Regions from separate parts of the Mus musculus genome. Here all the other regions are linked to region 5. A link is a contact called in public Hi-C and promoter capture Hi-C data. All regions are on one chromosome and are shown on one strand. The core of a region is the stretch at or near the end of the contact, and the rest is flanking DNA. Distances in the headings are between cores, read along the strand shown.

The links. Promoter capture Hi-C pulls out the DNA fragments that hold promoters and counts their contacts. Hi-C and Micro-C count contacts between places; a contact is called where the count stands out from the background.
Region 1: a contact with region 5 is called in a promoter capture Hi-C map of liver, with 5 times the contacts expected there. The contact joins the promoter of Nr1d1 here to the promoter of Atp6v0a1 in region 5. A contact is called at or near these places in 2 of 39 promoter capture datasets (liver and pre-B cells) and 1 of 115 datasets of contacts at active chromatin or transcription factors (astrocytes).
Region 2: a promoter capture Hi-C map of hippocampal neurons shows a contact between it and region 5, with 7 times the contacts expected there. The contact joins the promoter of Wipf2 here to the promoter of Atp6v0a1 in region 5.
Region 3: a contact with region 5 is called in a Hi-C map of B cells, with 6 read pairs. The contact joins the promoter of Rara here to the promoter of Atp6v0a1 in region 5. A contact is called at or near these places in 1 of 39 promoter capture datasets (pre-B cells) and 1 of 484 Hi-C or Micro-C datasets (B cells).
Region 4: a promoter capture Hi-C map of pre-B cells shows a contact between it and region 5, with 3 times the contacts expected there. The contact joins the promoter of Casc3 here to the promoter of Atp6v0a1 in region 5. A contact is called at or near these places in 3 of 39 promoter capture datasets (hippocampal neurons, pre-B cells and second pharyngeal arch cranial neural crest) and 1 of 484 Hi-C or Micro-C datasets (B cells).

What each region holds. Positions count from the first base shown.
Region 1 is chr11:98,774,050-98,776,749 of GRCm38.p6, reverse strand. It overlaps Nr1d1 (nuclear receptor subfamily 1, group D, member 1), which reads left to right and starts at 1,373. Exons shown (of 8, transcript NM_145434.4): 1 at 1,373-2,032. The coding sequence starts at 2,002. Gm31862 (a long non-coding RNA gene) reads right to left here and starts at 1,339. Exons shown (of 4, transcript XR_880204.3): 1 at 936-1,339; 2 at 1-111.
Region 2 is chr11:98,862,231-98,864,930 of GRCm38.p6, reverse strand. Wipf2 (WAS/WASL interacting protein family, member 2) reads right to left here and starts at 1,333. Exons shown (of 8, transcript NM_197940.2): 1 at 1,029-1,333.
Region 3 is chr11:98,936,316-98,939,015 of GRCm38.p6, reverse strand. It overlaps Rara (retinoic acid receptor, alpha), which reads right to left and starts at 1,320. Exons shown (of 9, transcript NM_009024.2): 1 at 1,137-1,320. It overlaps Gm46294, which reads left to right. Exons shown (of 3, transcript XR_003949771.1): 2 at 814-1,092; 3 at 1,475-1,753.
Region 4 is chr11:98,808,480-98,811,179 of GRCm38.p6, reverse strand. It overlaps Casc3 (cancer susceptibility candidate 3), which reads right to left and starts at 1,372. Exons shown (of 14, transcript NM_138660.2): 1 at 1,089-1,372; 2 at 694-721; 3 at 245-282. The coding sequence starts at 1,316. Gm12359 (predicted gene 12359) reads left to right here and starts at 1,091. Exons shown (of 3, transcript NR_033551.1): 1 at 1,091-1,504.
Region 5 is chr11:101,008,157-101,010,856 of GRCm38.p6, reverse strand. It overlaps Atp6v0a1 (ATPase, H+ transporting, lysosomal V0 subunit A1), which reads right to left and starts at 1,416. Exons shown (of 22, transcript NM_016920.4): 1 at 1,293-1,416.

The DNA.
Region 1 (2,700 bases), core at 124-2,623, 2.2 Mb after region 5:
GTCTCAAATCACTGAGCTCAAAGTGGTCCTCCTGGCTCAGTTTCCCCGTATGCTTTTCTCTGACTCCAAGGTAGCTTGCTTCCCAGGATTCCCAGAACTCTCTGGAGCTTCCTAAGTGCAAGTAGAGAAAGACTTAAGGTTAAAAAAAAAAAAAAAAAAGCACCCCCCCTCCATCCCCAAGTGTAGAGATTACAGAGGACTTGGAGATAGGAGCAGGGTGGCTGGGGCTTACTCGACTGCTTGAAGATACGTGTCCATCTCTCTTTACAACCCAAGCCCCAGAGAACAGACCCCTTCCCCCAGGCCTCTGTGTTTCTCACTCCTGAGATGACTGCTGCTCTGAGAGAGATGCTAAGTGCTTCATGTGCTCATTTATCCGCCATCTCAGGGACGGGACGGTCACAAGAAATAAGCAGTGAATGCCTGACCTTGAGCCAGTCCCTGAGATGGCGGTCCCTTTTCTTCTTCAGTAAGAGGAGGGAAGATCCTCACTCCCTCCTCGCTTAGTAGGAGCTTGCTTTGCAGCTCAAGTCAGCTTCAAATTCACGACAGTCCTCCTACCTCAGCCTCTCAAGGACGGTGATTGCAGGCACGAGCCACTACACCCTGCCAATTCGGGGAGTTGAGGGGTGGGAGTTAAATGATCCTCATGTTCTCCCTAAACTGTGGGCTTCTTCTGCTATCATGAAGCCCTGCAGAGAGCAGACCCCCCTCTCTCTATGAGGACCTCAGAGCACTTTCCCTTTGTTCTCCTTTTTATTTCCCAGACAAAGGGAAATGACTCACCCCAAAGTCACTTGAGTGGGCAGTGTGGTGTCATATAAGCAAACAGGGAGTCCCTAGGGATATCCCCGTGCTATGCCAGTCCTACCCGTGGGGGCTGGGGTTAGGGTGAAGAAGAGAAAGGGGTTTTATTTACACTGCTTGTCGCCCACCTTGTCACCATAGCAAAAGATGCTTAAGTTCTTGATTTAAGGGAAATCTCTCCTCCCAGCTTGTCTTTCTCCCCCTAGTCACCACTAACCTCAGGGTGAGGTCAGTTCTCCAATCACGTGAAGCTCTCACGTTTGCTAGGTTTGCAGAAAGGGCCTTTTAGCTTTGATCTTCCACGGAGCAGTAAAGCTTGCCAGGCCCTCCCCAGGAATTCACATGCCCTTGCCATACAAGGCTTTCCAAACACGCCACCCTGACTCTTCAGAAAACCCCACCCCAGTCCACTTTCAGCTCCTCCCCGCTGCCAGCAAGCACTTTTGCAAAGCAGAAAAGGAATAGGCACACTCCACCTACATTGTCAGTAGACTACAAATCCCAACAATCCTGGCGGTGCGCAGGCGCACAGATCTCAACGTGCCGGCTGCTGGAAAAGTGTGTCACTGGGGCACGAGGCGCTCCCTGGAATCACATGGTACCTGCTCCAGTGCCGCGTGCGGCCCGGGAACCCTGGGCTGCTGGCGCCTGCGCAGAGCCCTCTGTCCCAGGGAAAGGCTCGGGCAAAAGGCGGTTGAGATTGGCAGAGTGAAATATTACTGCTGAGGAAACGTAGCAGGGCACACGTCTCTCTTTGCGTCCTGGTGCCTCATTTCTCCATCACCTACTTACTTCCTGGTTGCAGCTTCTCTTCCTTTGGGACTTTTGCACCCGGAGCTCCAGATTCATTACCCTGCTTCACTGCGGAGCCTTCAGGAGTGGCATCCGGTGCACTGCAGAGACCCGACTCTCCTTGCTACCTTATAGCCAGAACTGCTGCAGGCTGATTCTTCACACACACACTCTCTGCTCTTCCCATGCAAATCAGATCTCAGGTGCCTCAGCGTCCTACCCTTCTGGAGGGCTGCAGTATAGCCACCCCAAGACCTTACTGCTCAGTGCCTGGAATCCTGATTGCGAACTGCGGGGCTCACTCGTCTCCCTCAGCCATTGCCCAGGGGGCGAGAGAGGCCATCACAACCTCCAGTTTGTGTCAAGGTCCAGTTTGAATGACCGCTTTCAGCTGGTGAAGACATGACGACCCTGGACTCCAATAACAACACAGGTACTGAGATTCTTATCTTTGCTCTGTCACTGTCTCCATTTCCATCCAAGGCTTATGAGAGGAACTTTGTAAGGGATTGGGGATTCCCTCTGGCTGGTGTTTGTTACTGTGCTAAGATGAAAGCCACTAGGTAAGATTTCTAAAGAGGGTTATTACGGCTGGGAATGTGCCTAAAACGCATCACTAGCACCCCCTGAGTTCCCCTCAGTCCGAGAACGGATGAAATGGAGGGTGGATACCAGTGGCGAGTGGAAGAGTTTAGGGAGACTCAGCATTTTGAAGCAGTCTCTGGACACGTCCCCATTTGCCCACTCCTTGCAGCTATAGTATGCCTGTCTCTTTTCCCTTTTCTACAGTTCTAGCCTACTTCCAGGTAGTCTTGGGAAGTGGGGCGATCCGGGCTGGTGGGTTTGCGTGACTGGGTCAGAGTTCACAGGGGAATCCTCAGCGGCAGTGGGGAGCTTCATTTGAGGAGTCGGGTGCTTGGGACTCATCTCCAGGCAGGGCACCCACAGCGACTTAGCCTGGGGAGGGCTCACATGGCTGCAGAGCCGGGCCCACGTGCTGCATTTGTTTTCATTCAGTAGAAGCCGTGGCCGCCATCTCATTGGTCATTGCCTCCCGGCCTCGTTACATAATGAGCTCCGCCCCTCAAGTTGCCGGAGCAA
Region 2 (2,700 bases), core at 84-2,583, 2.1 Mb after region 5:
GACCAGCCTAGTCTACATAGTGAGCACTAGAACAGCCAGGGCTGTTTCAGAGAGAAACCCTGTCTTGAAAGAAACAAAACAACAAACAAACAAATATAGTTTACGGGGCTGGGCAGTCATAGTGGCCCACGCCTCCCTCTGAGGTAGAGGCCAGCGGATCACTGTGAGTTCCGGGCCAATCTGGTCTACAGACTCTGAGTTCCAGGACAGTGAGGGTTACACAGACAAAGTGTCTCAAAAAAAAAAAAGAAAGAAAGAAAGAAAAGAAAAGAAAGAGAAAGAGAAAAAGAAAGAAGAATTTCAGGGATCAGATGTAGCAGGTGGATCAGGATTTAAAGGCCAGCAGAAGCGGGGACAGAGGTAGATTCCAGTGCACACCAGCTTCCTCCAGCTCCTCGTTTCAATATTATCCTTCCAGAATATGCCTTCCTAATCAGTAACTCGACCGCACACACAGCCTACGTCTAGCGAGCGCCTTCAGATTTTCATCTTCCCTCAATTTCACGCCGCTCCAACAGGGATCCTTCAACTGCAGGTGCTTCCAAGAGCATCTCAGAACATCACTCCGACTCCCTCTCATCCCACACTCTCAACATCTCCCCCAGTGTAAACACGTTCGCTCTCAATCCTCCTCCTCACCCCGATCAATCCCGAAACGTCACACCGATCCTCCTAAACTCGAGAGCATCCTGCCAATAATTACCTTTCCCCAACAGGTCCTCCCTTCCCCATCTCCCCCTCCGCGCACGGCTCCCCTCCTACCTCACCCAGAGTTGCCAGTCTTACTCACCTCACCCAACCCTTCAGGATCTCTAATTTCCTGTCTCTCAAAAAACCTCCCTCCTGCCCATTTGCTCAGTCGGTCCCCGCCGCCCTCCACTCGGATGGCCCACGCCCCCTCTCCAGGGTCTCCAGGCCCCGCCCCCAGGACCCCCTCTCCGCATCAGGCCCCTCCTCCGGTGTCCCTCCCCCCCCCCACCACAGTCCCCCCTTCCCGGCTCTCCCTCCCACTCAGGTCCGCAGGTCACCTCAGCGGCGGGCTCAGCCGCCCCGGCGTCTTTCCCACTCGGCGGGGGGCTGCTCCGGGAGCGAATCCTCCGTCACCTCAGTCCTGGTTTAGTCCTGCTCGTTCGCCCCGCGGCAAGCTCTCTCGCTCTCTCTCGCTCTCTCTCTCTCTCTCTCTCTCTCTCTCTCTCTCTCTCTCTCTCTCTCTCTCTCTCTCTCTCTCTCGCCGCCGCCCCTTTTACCAACCCGGAAATGGATCCGCTCCCACCGTCCCCAGCGTCCGCGAACAAAATGGAGGCGGGGGAAAAGGAGGAGGGAGCCGAGGGCCGAGGGCCGCGGGACGCATGCGCTCAGGGAAGCCTGCCCTCTACCGGCGCACGTGGGGGCGGAGCGCCACCATCTTGAGAAGGTCGCGAGTCCGCAGTTGGAAGTCCCGTTTGCATCTTGGGACTGCAACTGGGGCCGCCTGCGAGGCTTTCAGTAACGAGTGATGCCAGGATTCGGTCCATGAGATGCTTATTTAATTGGTTGGATGCGGCCTGAGCGTCTCGACCTTTAAAATTGCGCAGGTAGAGAACCAGTGAGCTAACTGATGTATCTCAAGTATGTTTTCTTTCGTGTTTATTTTTTTGCGCGCACACACACACACCATAAGCCCTAATATGGTCTAGAGTACCCTTGAAGAGGCCCAACAGACAAGCTCTGGTTGTCATAGCAACAGAGAGGCGAGCTTCTTCTAGCAGGTCATTGGTTAGGTCGTTGTAACCACTTAACTAGTGATCCCCAGCTCGGTAGGCTGAGGCATGGTGTTGTGAACTCCTCTATAGGTGCTTGGATGAGAGAGGGGAGTCCTTGTCGCTTGCTGGTTTCCATTGCTTAACTCTGTTGCCGATGACTAAGGATCTCATCTTCATACACAAAGCTCGCCACCACACCAAGCAACCCCATTGCTACCCTATGTCTCACTGCTTCTCCATCCAGTCAACCCAGTGACCAGGGCTGAACCTCAAGTAAAAGGCCAATATCAGCTAGCACTTAATCCCCACTCACTAACTGTGTGTTCGTGGGTCTCAGCTACCTCATAGTGTTTGTCCTTTCTCACAGTGCTTGAAGGCTCATCAGGTAATGAATGAATGGGAAAGCATGTGATAAGCCATAGCCTGTTATTATTTTTGTTTTCCCTCTGTTCTGCCCCACCCACTAGTGCTAAATGTCACATTGAACATTTGCTTTGGGCCATTCATTGAGCTCTGTACCTGGGGATGGTTCCAGATGTGACTCAAGCAGACAGCTTCTGCCCTCCGGGAGCTCACCATGCTGGTGTATGGTGCTCATGCGGGCTGGCATGTAAACAGACAGCTGACGTCCAAGTCAGTGTGCGATTAGAGTTGTGACATGTGCCGGGATGTCACAGGAGTGATGAATTCCTGCTGAAGAATGAGAAGAGATTTGTAAATGGTTTGAACTAGCCCCTGCAAGATGAGTAGAATTTTGCTGGGCTCTGTAGCTCAGAGGAGGCAGAGGCAGGCAGATCTCTTAGCTGGGGGCCACCCTGGTCTACAGAGCAAGTTCCAGGACAGCCAGGACTGCACAGAGAAATTCTGCCTCAGAACACCAAAACAAACAAAACAAGAAGAAGAAGGGGGCTGGAGAGATGGCTCAGTGGTTAAGAACACGGATTGCTCTTCCAGAGGT
Region 3 (2,700 bases), core at 71-2,570, 2.1 Mb after region 5:
GTGAAGATAAAAGATGACAAATCTGAGTCCCATCCCCGGGCTGATGGGGTGATCAAGGGCAGAACTGAGAGCAAAGGGTAGCAATTCTGTTGGAAAACATCCACACATACATGTGCACACGGTCCACAGGTAGAAGGTAGCCATCTGGCTGCAACATCGGGAGCTGGCATCAGGTAAGGAGCAAGGGGTACCATCCCTTCCATGCCAGCATGCTGGGCATCCTATCCAAGACGGGATGAATAGTGGAGGGGCAGGGCAAGAAACTTCCCAAGACTCAGTTTGTTGTTGTTGTTGTTGCTTTTTAAATTATTTCCATATGAGCTAGCCCCCACCCCCAGCCTTGCACACTGGGGAATCTGTCCCCCTTTCCCACGAACAGTAAGACAGCAGGGCAGTGCCCAGAGAGAAAAGGAGACACAGTTAAACTGATCTGCCAACCACCCCTCAACATACACACATCTGGCTAGCAGCTTCCAAGCCTCGTGGGTGGCACTAAATCCCAGACATCCTCAGCGAAGCAAGGTCGGCCAGTCTATTCTGTCCTTCCCTCACCCCAAAAGGCTTCCACAAGCCCCAAGTAACACAAAACTCAGGCGCGTCTCACCCAACTGCTCTGGCTCCCGCACCCAATTCTGACGGCTCCCCCACACTCCAACCGAGACACCAGCTGAGCGGGCCCCGCCCCCCCAGCCAGTTCCCTCTGGTGGGGGTGGGCCCCTGGCTGATTCTCCCCAAACCACAGGGCGGCTCAGGTAACAGGAGAAAGAGTAGGAGGGGGCTAGTCCGTTGGGCATCTGATCTCTCCCCAAACAGGTTTCAAGAAGTCTTTTTGTTTGGTTTGGGTTTGAAGAGAAAAGAGAGTTCCCAGCAGTAGATCCGCCACGACTGGAGCGCCGAGGACACGCGCGGCAGGCGGCCGCAGAAGCCTCAAGGCTGTGCGCGCGAAGACGCGGCGCAGACGGGGCTCCCCAACCCCGGACACGCCAGCGGCAGGCTGGGAAGTCCAGGAAACCCCAGGTCCCCGTCGAAACTGCCGGGCACCCAGTCCCCGCCCGCAGTTCCCATCCAGAGTGGGCCACCGGGCCCCGAAGTGTGAGAGAATCGAGGGTTCCCCAGGGTTCCAGGGGAGAGGTTACCTCGAAGCGAGGGGATGCAACCCGTCTGCGTGTCTGCGGGCACAGGGTCTGCCCCAAGCAGGCGCCGCGGCGCTGCCCGGCGTCAGGGGTGTGGGGTCCTCCGAGAGGAGCCGTCCGGGGGGCCGCAGCTCAGGGGCGCGGGGCGACGGCAGCGGCCATGGCGAGTCACGTGCAGAGGCTGAAACTTTACCCGGAGCCCTAGACTGGGGGGGGCGGAGGGTATGGAGCTGGGGTGGGAGGGAGGCCCCCCTGCCGCAGGCCCGCCCCTGCATGCCACGGGCCAATCACTAACCGGGGGCGGGTCCTCATGCTCACACCCGCCCCTCTCTCCTTAATAGACCCAGGGAAGGGCGAGTCTTAAAGGAGACGCTTCCAGCTAGTGGCCGGACCGTGGGAATCTGGGAGAATCCCTCCCTCAACACGCCAGAAAGAGATTCGGGGTGTGTGTGTGTGGGGGGGGGGGCGGTGTGAAGTTCAGAGAAAAGAATAAATTACGACTCGGCGGTGAACGAACCTCAGGGTGCGGGATCCTACACACACTCCCTTTCCCCACCCCCCACCCCGCTACACGCCCACACTCACAGAGACACACACACATCACACACACCTACCAAACCTGGGAAGAAAGGAGGTGGTGTAATATGGAGAACGCACTGACTCCTGCCCCAGCTGTCAAGTCTCTGTCTCTCCTAATCACAATCCTCCGGGGCCAGCTGAAACTGAAAGCTATCTGACCTTGAGCAAAACACTTGGCTCCTCTGGACCTTAGTATTTCTCATCTGTAAAGCCGAAGTACAAAGGGAAGACCGTCTTCTCCATAGAACATCCTTCTTTCCCAAACACCTCTCCGGCTTGAGTAGGTTAGAGGAAATTTCTAGCTCAACTGAATCCCTTCGAGTAGCTAGAAATATGGTCACCCCAAGCCAGCTCTTTGGACGGCCTGGAGTCGCTCTCCATTCTAGAAGACCCACTTGAGGGCCGAGGGCAGTTCATACATGTTCCAGGAGGACAGGATCTGAACCACACTCCATCTCCAGACCTCAATTCCCAACTGTCACAAGCCCCCTCCGGGCCAGCCGGAGGTTAAGGTTTCCACCTCTAACACTGCACTGGAGGAGGGTGAGTCCACTATGCAGTGCCTACCTCACCCGAGTTCCCGGGCAGAGAAGTGGCAACTGCCCCCCACAGGACATCCCACTGGCAAGGGAAGTGCCACACACCCAGGCCTCCACCCTGGGGACGCTCAGTCTAATCCGATGTCCGGATTTTCAGACTAAGAACAGGAGGTCCGAGGCCCATATGGGATTTTGTCCACGGTTGCATGGGTGTCTGAACCGGGCCTAGAACTAGAATATCTGCTTGTCTCTCTGTGGCTTTGCTCTGGCGGCCTTGGAAGGTAGGTAGCACAGCTCAGGTCCGTGGGACACTCTGTCCAGAGGTCGGACGCAAGGGAAAACTCCGCAAAGCGGTGCAGCGCTTCCCCAGACCCTTGCCGCCCCGCTGGGCTAGCGCAGTCTCCCGCTCCCGTCTGGATTTCCGCCGGGGCGAACCACCCGCCCAGCCC
Region 4 (2,700 bases), core at 123-2,622, 2.2 Mb after region 5:
AAATCAACTAAGTGTAACCTGTCCCTTCAAGAGGTGTGGCTTCAAGTTGCAGTCATTAACCGGGCAAGGCTGGAATTAAAGACATGTGCCACCATCACCAGACTTCTAACAGACTTTTAAAAGCACACGAGAAGAATGTATAAGAGAAGCAAGTCAGGGAATTTTTGTACCACACAGCTAGAGGTTTTTTTAAAGAGACATTTTCTGACTTACGCCATAAGGAAAAAGAATCTATCACACTCACTTCTGAATCTTCTGCACTTTCATAATCGGAAAGAACAGCTGAAAGGAAAAGACAAATTATGTGATATGTAATAACATAAACGTTTGTTACTACATTTCTGACAGTTCGTTTTGGGCCAGGCAAACATCCTCACTTAATTTGTGGACGCAGCAACTTTCTGGGGCAGATAAAATTATAGTTTCTGTTGACAGATGGAGAACTTTGGGACCACACTGACGAAAAACTATGCTGTTGTCAGGTGTTATTCTAAGTCACCACAGTGCACTCAATCTGTCACCTTCCAAAAAGGAACCAAACCAAACAAGCATGCTCATCATCACCATGACACAAACGCCACTCCCGGGGAACGCTCTCCAAAAACCCCTAACAAACCGAGAAAGACCCAGTGTAAGATATACATGGCCTTAATTTACATCCACAAGAATTCAAGATAAAGTAAAATTACTCACCATCTCCTTCCATGCCATCTTCACTCTCCTGGGAGGAAGAAGATCACACAGGTTAGAGTTGGTGATTTCCAGACGCGGGGAGCCCACCCGCAGATAACCGTGAGGGACGACTGAAGAATCAACACAGATGGTTGGGTAGGAATATGGGGCAAGATAAATCTTCAGAAGTCACATCGAGAATGGCGGTTCTCTACATCCCAGCCCCAGTTTCCGTGTAAACATTGCACGCCCTGAGCTCAGAAACCACCCAGTCCTCCTTCCCCGGGGCTCTGGGTGGATGCAGATTCGCAGCGGGACAACCTTTCTTTCCCTCTAAGAGGAGGCCCGGCATCTCACAGCATCTCCAGCCCGCCCCCTGCCGGGTCGCCGCCCTGGACCGCCCGCCGCTCACTCACACACTCAGACTCCTCGGCGCTCTTGGCGCCCCCGCTCTCCACCCGCCGCAGGTGAAGGCCCCCGCCGCGGCCGCCGCGCTGAGAAGGCAGCGAGCCACTGCCGCCGCCTCCGACGCTCCCGCTGCAGCTGCCGCCGCCCCGCGCCGGAGAGCCGCTGTCGGAACCCGAAGCCCCGGATTCCTCGTCCTCCGTGTCCTGGGAAGCGCGCTGCCGCCGCCGGTCCGCCATCTTACGGAGAACGGCCACCGCTGGTCAGCTCCTTACGCACCACGCCCGCCGCGGAGGCTGCCGGGAAGCTCGAGACTCCGGAGTCCCAGCGTGCTTCACGTCCAGGGAGGGCCGCCCTTCTTTCCGCGGGGCGGGGCCTGCACCCTGCGGCACGTTTTCTGGAGAGCGAGATGACGTCTGTCGGTGATGTAAGGAGGCGTGGCCTAGCGCTTTATTTCCCCACACCCCCACACCCCTAGCCCCGGCGGGCGGAGGGCGCCTGGGAGCGGGGCTATTGCATCCTCTTCGGGTTCTTAGCTCGGCCATCTTGGACTTTCCTTGGGGAGGGTTTCGAGCTCTTCTAGCTCCAGTGCGACGTTGGAGCAATTGCATGATTTTCGTTTTCCATTGCTCGCTTTCCCCTGAATTCTATACAGAACATTTTACTGTATTCCTTCGCATGGTTAAAAATCACGAGTCCAGGTGAAAAAGCCTTTAGTCCTGCGTCAGTTGCCAGCTCTTCACCTCAGTCTAAATTTAGGGGAAAGGAGAAACTGCAGTGGGGACAGAACTTAGTATTGCGGTGTTTCCTGGGTGTATTCAAAATCTCCTTTCTCCATGTGTCTTCCTAACCTAGTTATCTCATTTTGAGAACTGAAGGTTGGAAGGACACTAGTCTTACTATGCTTTTAAAACATCAGAGCTGGATCACCCTTGACTAGTTAAGAGGCTAGTTTTGGACCCTCTCTGCCCCTTCAATGTCTCGAGGTATTAGTTTCAAATCCTGGTGCATTGTTACTCTACAGAGAATGCTTTGGGTATGCATTTATCAGCAGTGAAAGAAAACTCAGCACAACTACCTTGCAGCAACATATAGTTTGTAAGCTAATTTATTACTGCATATTGTTAATATACATCAAATAGATGAGTTAAGAGGACTCTGAGCTGTTTTCATAAATAGCTAAAGGTCCCCACTGCTTACCAGATCTATAAACAGTATGAGACTCCAAGGAATCATGACTGTCTGCAGGGACTGATTCAACTGGTGACAGGTGGCCAAATGTATCATGGAGTTCAGCTCCAGAAACAACTGCCTGAACTCAAAATGGAGGATGCATGATTTAATAAGTGTGAAAGGCATAAGAATCTTATCCATCACAATCTAAAATGGTGCAGCAAGACTGCCAAGTTGAGTGTCTAAATAAGGACAAGGATAGCATGCCACTTTGTCCTTTAGTTGTTTGGTCGGAATCCAGCTTGGGATGTTTTTTTTCTTTTTTCTTTTTTTTTTTTTTTTTTAAGAAAATCTATGACCTCAAGCTAGCCTTTTCATCACTCGGGACCCACCAGCTTCAGCCTCCCCAGATGCAGGCTATGAGGGGACAATACCTGTAATCCTGCTCTG
Region 5 (2,700 bases), core at 167-2,666:
ACTCCAACATATTAACATCATTTTAAAAAAAGACAAAGGAGCCCACACAGCTTAATTTCAATTCAGGCATGACAGGAAAACGTTGGTAATGACAAAGCACTTTTAACAAGCCGGAGGAAAAGCCTTCCACCTCTGCAGCTTCCTGCGACTCATCCCCATCCTCAAAGACAACTGCCTTCTTCTATCTGTCAAGTCTCTCCTAGGAGCCTGAAGGCTTCCGTTCAGGTCAGCAGCTGGCGCTATCAGTGGTACTGAAAATGCAATTATTTATTCGCGATAAGCTCCCCGCTCAGCTTCGGTACAGCAGCATCTGCAGTATCTATCCTCAACAGATCATCATGCACTGCATCACTTTTAATGTCGTAACGTCATGCAAATTCCATGTTAATCGATAGATAAGACTGATGTTTCCGAGAAGATTTGCCCTTCGGGAAGGCAGGAAGACATTTTGAGGAACCCGAAAAACAAATCCTTTCGGCATTAGGTGTTCAAGGAGAGCAAAATAACACACTCGACTAAAAGCAAGCATTTCTCAAGAGATTATGTGGGTTGACTTAAGAATATGAATCACCCACATAAGCTATAACCAGTCCTTTCCACCTTGAACGAGGATAGATGCCACAACCTCAAAATAAATGAAATCATGTCTGACAGGCATAGCTGACAGGGCTGACAGGGCTGACAGCCTCCAGTGAGTTACCGCCCTCCTCCTGTTCCTTCATGATTACAGGCCTCTCCAAGACTATCTCTACCCCCACTGAAACCAAACACAATACGAATTTGGAAAAGCGGTTTCCAGGGGTCGCGAAATGAAGTACGAAGAAAGTAATTCTGCAAAAGGGTGATCCAAACCCAAGGTCCTCCCAGGAGGACTCTCGCTCGGATTCTCCAATCCTCCCTTTCTAGCAGGGAGCATTTGTCGTTCACCTCTTCGTTTCTAAGCTGCACAGTGAGAGCGCAGAAATTTTCTGGACCAGGCATAACCTGTCTCCTGGTTAGGGAAGAAATCCCCAAATTGTAAGACCCTTTAAGAAATCCCCCCAGATCACTCTGCCTATCCGATCTCTTCTGTCCTTTCGCCTCCTCCTCTCCCGGGTCATTCCTGAGCAGTGGCCCTCCAGTTCCTCTGCCCACAGGAAGGGTGTCCGAAGAGGGAGATGAGCCCCCCATATTTTTCTCAGAGACCTAAGATCCTGGCTAATTCTTCTGACAAGCATCCGAGGTATCCGAGTGCGCTCCACGTCCCCTCGAAAGCCACTCGGGGAAGCGCTCTTTCTACAACCCCAGCTCACCTCTCGCCGGCTCCGCCGCCGCCGCGACCGCAGCCGCCGCAGCAAAGCGACCCCGGCTCAGGCTGAGCAGAGTCGCCGACCAGCGTACGCAAGCAAGGCTCCGCCCCCACGCCACCGTCGAGTCCCGCCCCCGAGATGATTTCATCTCAGTTGACCAATAGGATGCTGCCTCTCCCCTGCTGCCGCAGTGCAGAGTCTATGGGGCTCGGGCGAGTCCTGGTGTGCAGTCGCCATCTTTGTTCCGGCGTTGTGATTTCTATCCCAGTTTGGAAGTCATCTGGGCTGGGCGTGTGACTTTTGAAGTGTTTGCCTTTTGAGCCCATCAGAATCCTTTCTCTCTATTATCCTCGGAGCAAGGTTACCTGCCATCTCTACTTTCCAGAGAACCAATTCACAACTTTTTCTTGGAGAAAGCAGCATGAAAGAAATGGGCACATTATAGAATGATCTGAGAGCTTGAAGGGAGCCTCAAAGCTAGTCTTCTTTACGTATACGCATCCTATGTCGTTCTTAGACCTCTGAAAATATTTGAGCCCCAGACTGGAGAGCGACTTAAGATAAGTCCTATATTAGAGACATAGGATCTCGTCCACTTACAAAGTATCGGATTCATTCTTCCAGCAGCTACCTAGGATTTACACTTATCCAAATTGGAAAAAAAAAAAAAATCCCCGGAAGACCACATGTTGACAAAGTAATTATTTTTATCTTGCTTACTAGGTTTCTGTGAACCCATCTGACCACGTAGGAGTTTTCAGTTCCTCATATATCTTTTGAATGCAAAATAATACCTACCTTTTTTTTTTAAAGCTCCTTTTCTAAATATTGATAGAGTCCTTTCCCCCCAATTAAAGAAGAGTAGGGAGTCAGCAGAAACATCAGGAGGAACTTGGAGAACTGGTCAGTCAGTCTCTGTGGGTGGCGGAACTCATTGAGATTCAAGTGTAGTGAAGGAGGTATTTCGGATTTAAAAAAAAAAAAAAAAGCAACTTGTACTGATAATTTTTATCTGCTTGGCAGAAGTATTACAAAACGTGTTTTGTGAGCCCGAACAAAATGATGGACACAGTGAACATTTTATTTGAATTTTTCTACTGCACATGGTAATTGAAGGTATTGCTTCATTACAATTCTCTCGAGAAGCAGCATTTCTGAGACCTAGGCTTTACGGTTTTCACATTCTGAAGCTCCTTCTACAGGCAGGGACCCACAATTGAAATCCTGCCAAGTATTTCACAATGACTGTCACTTCCTTCCTCGTAGACTTAGAAAAAAAAAGCTAACCTCAGAGTCAGCTGCTTCCTAACCGCAAACAAGTGTTTCATACACTACCTGTAAGAAAGCCTATCCCGGACTATAGTTCACTTGAGTTGTTTCTACACCCCACGCCGTGGTTTCCCTGAAAGTA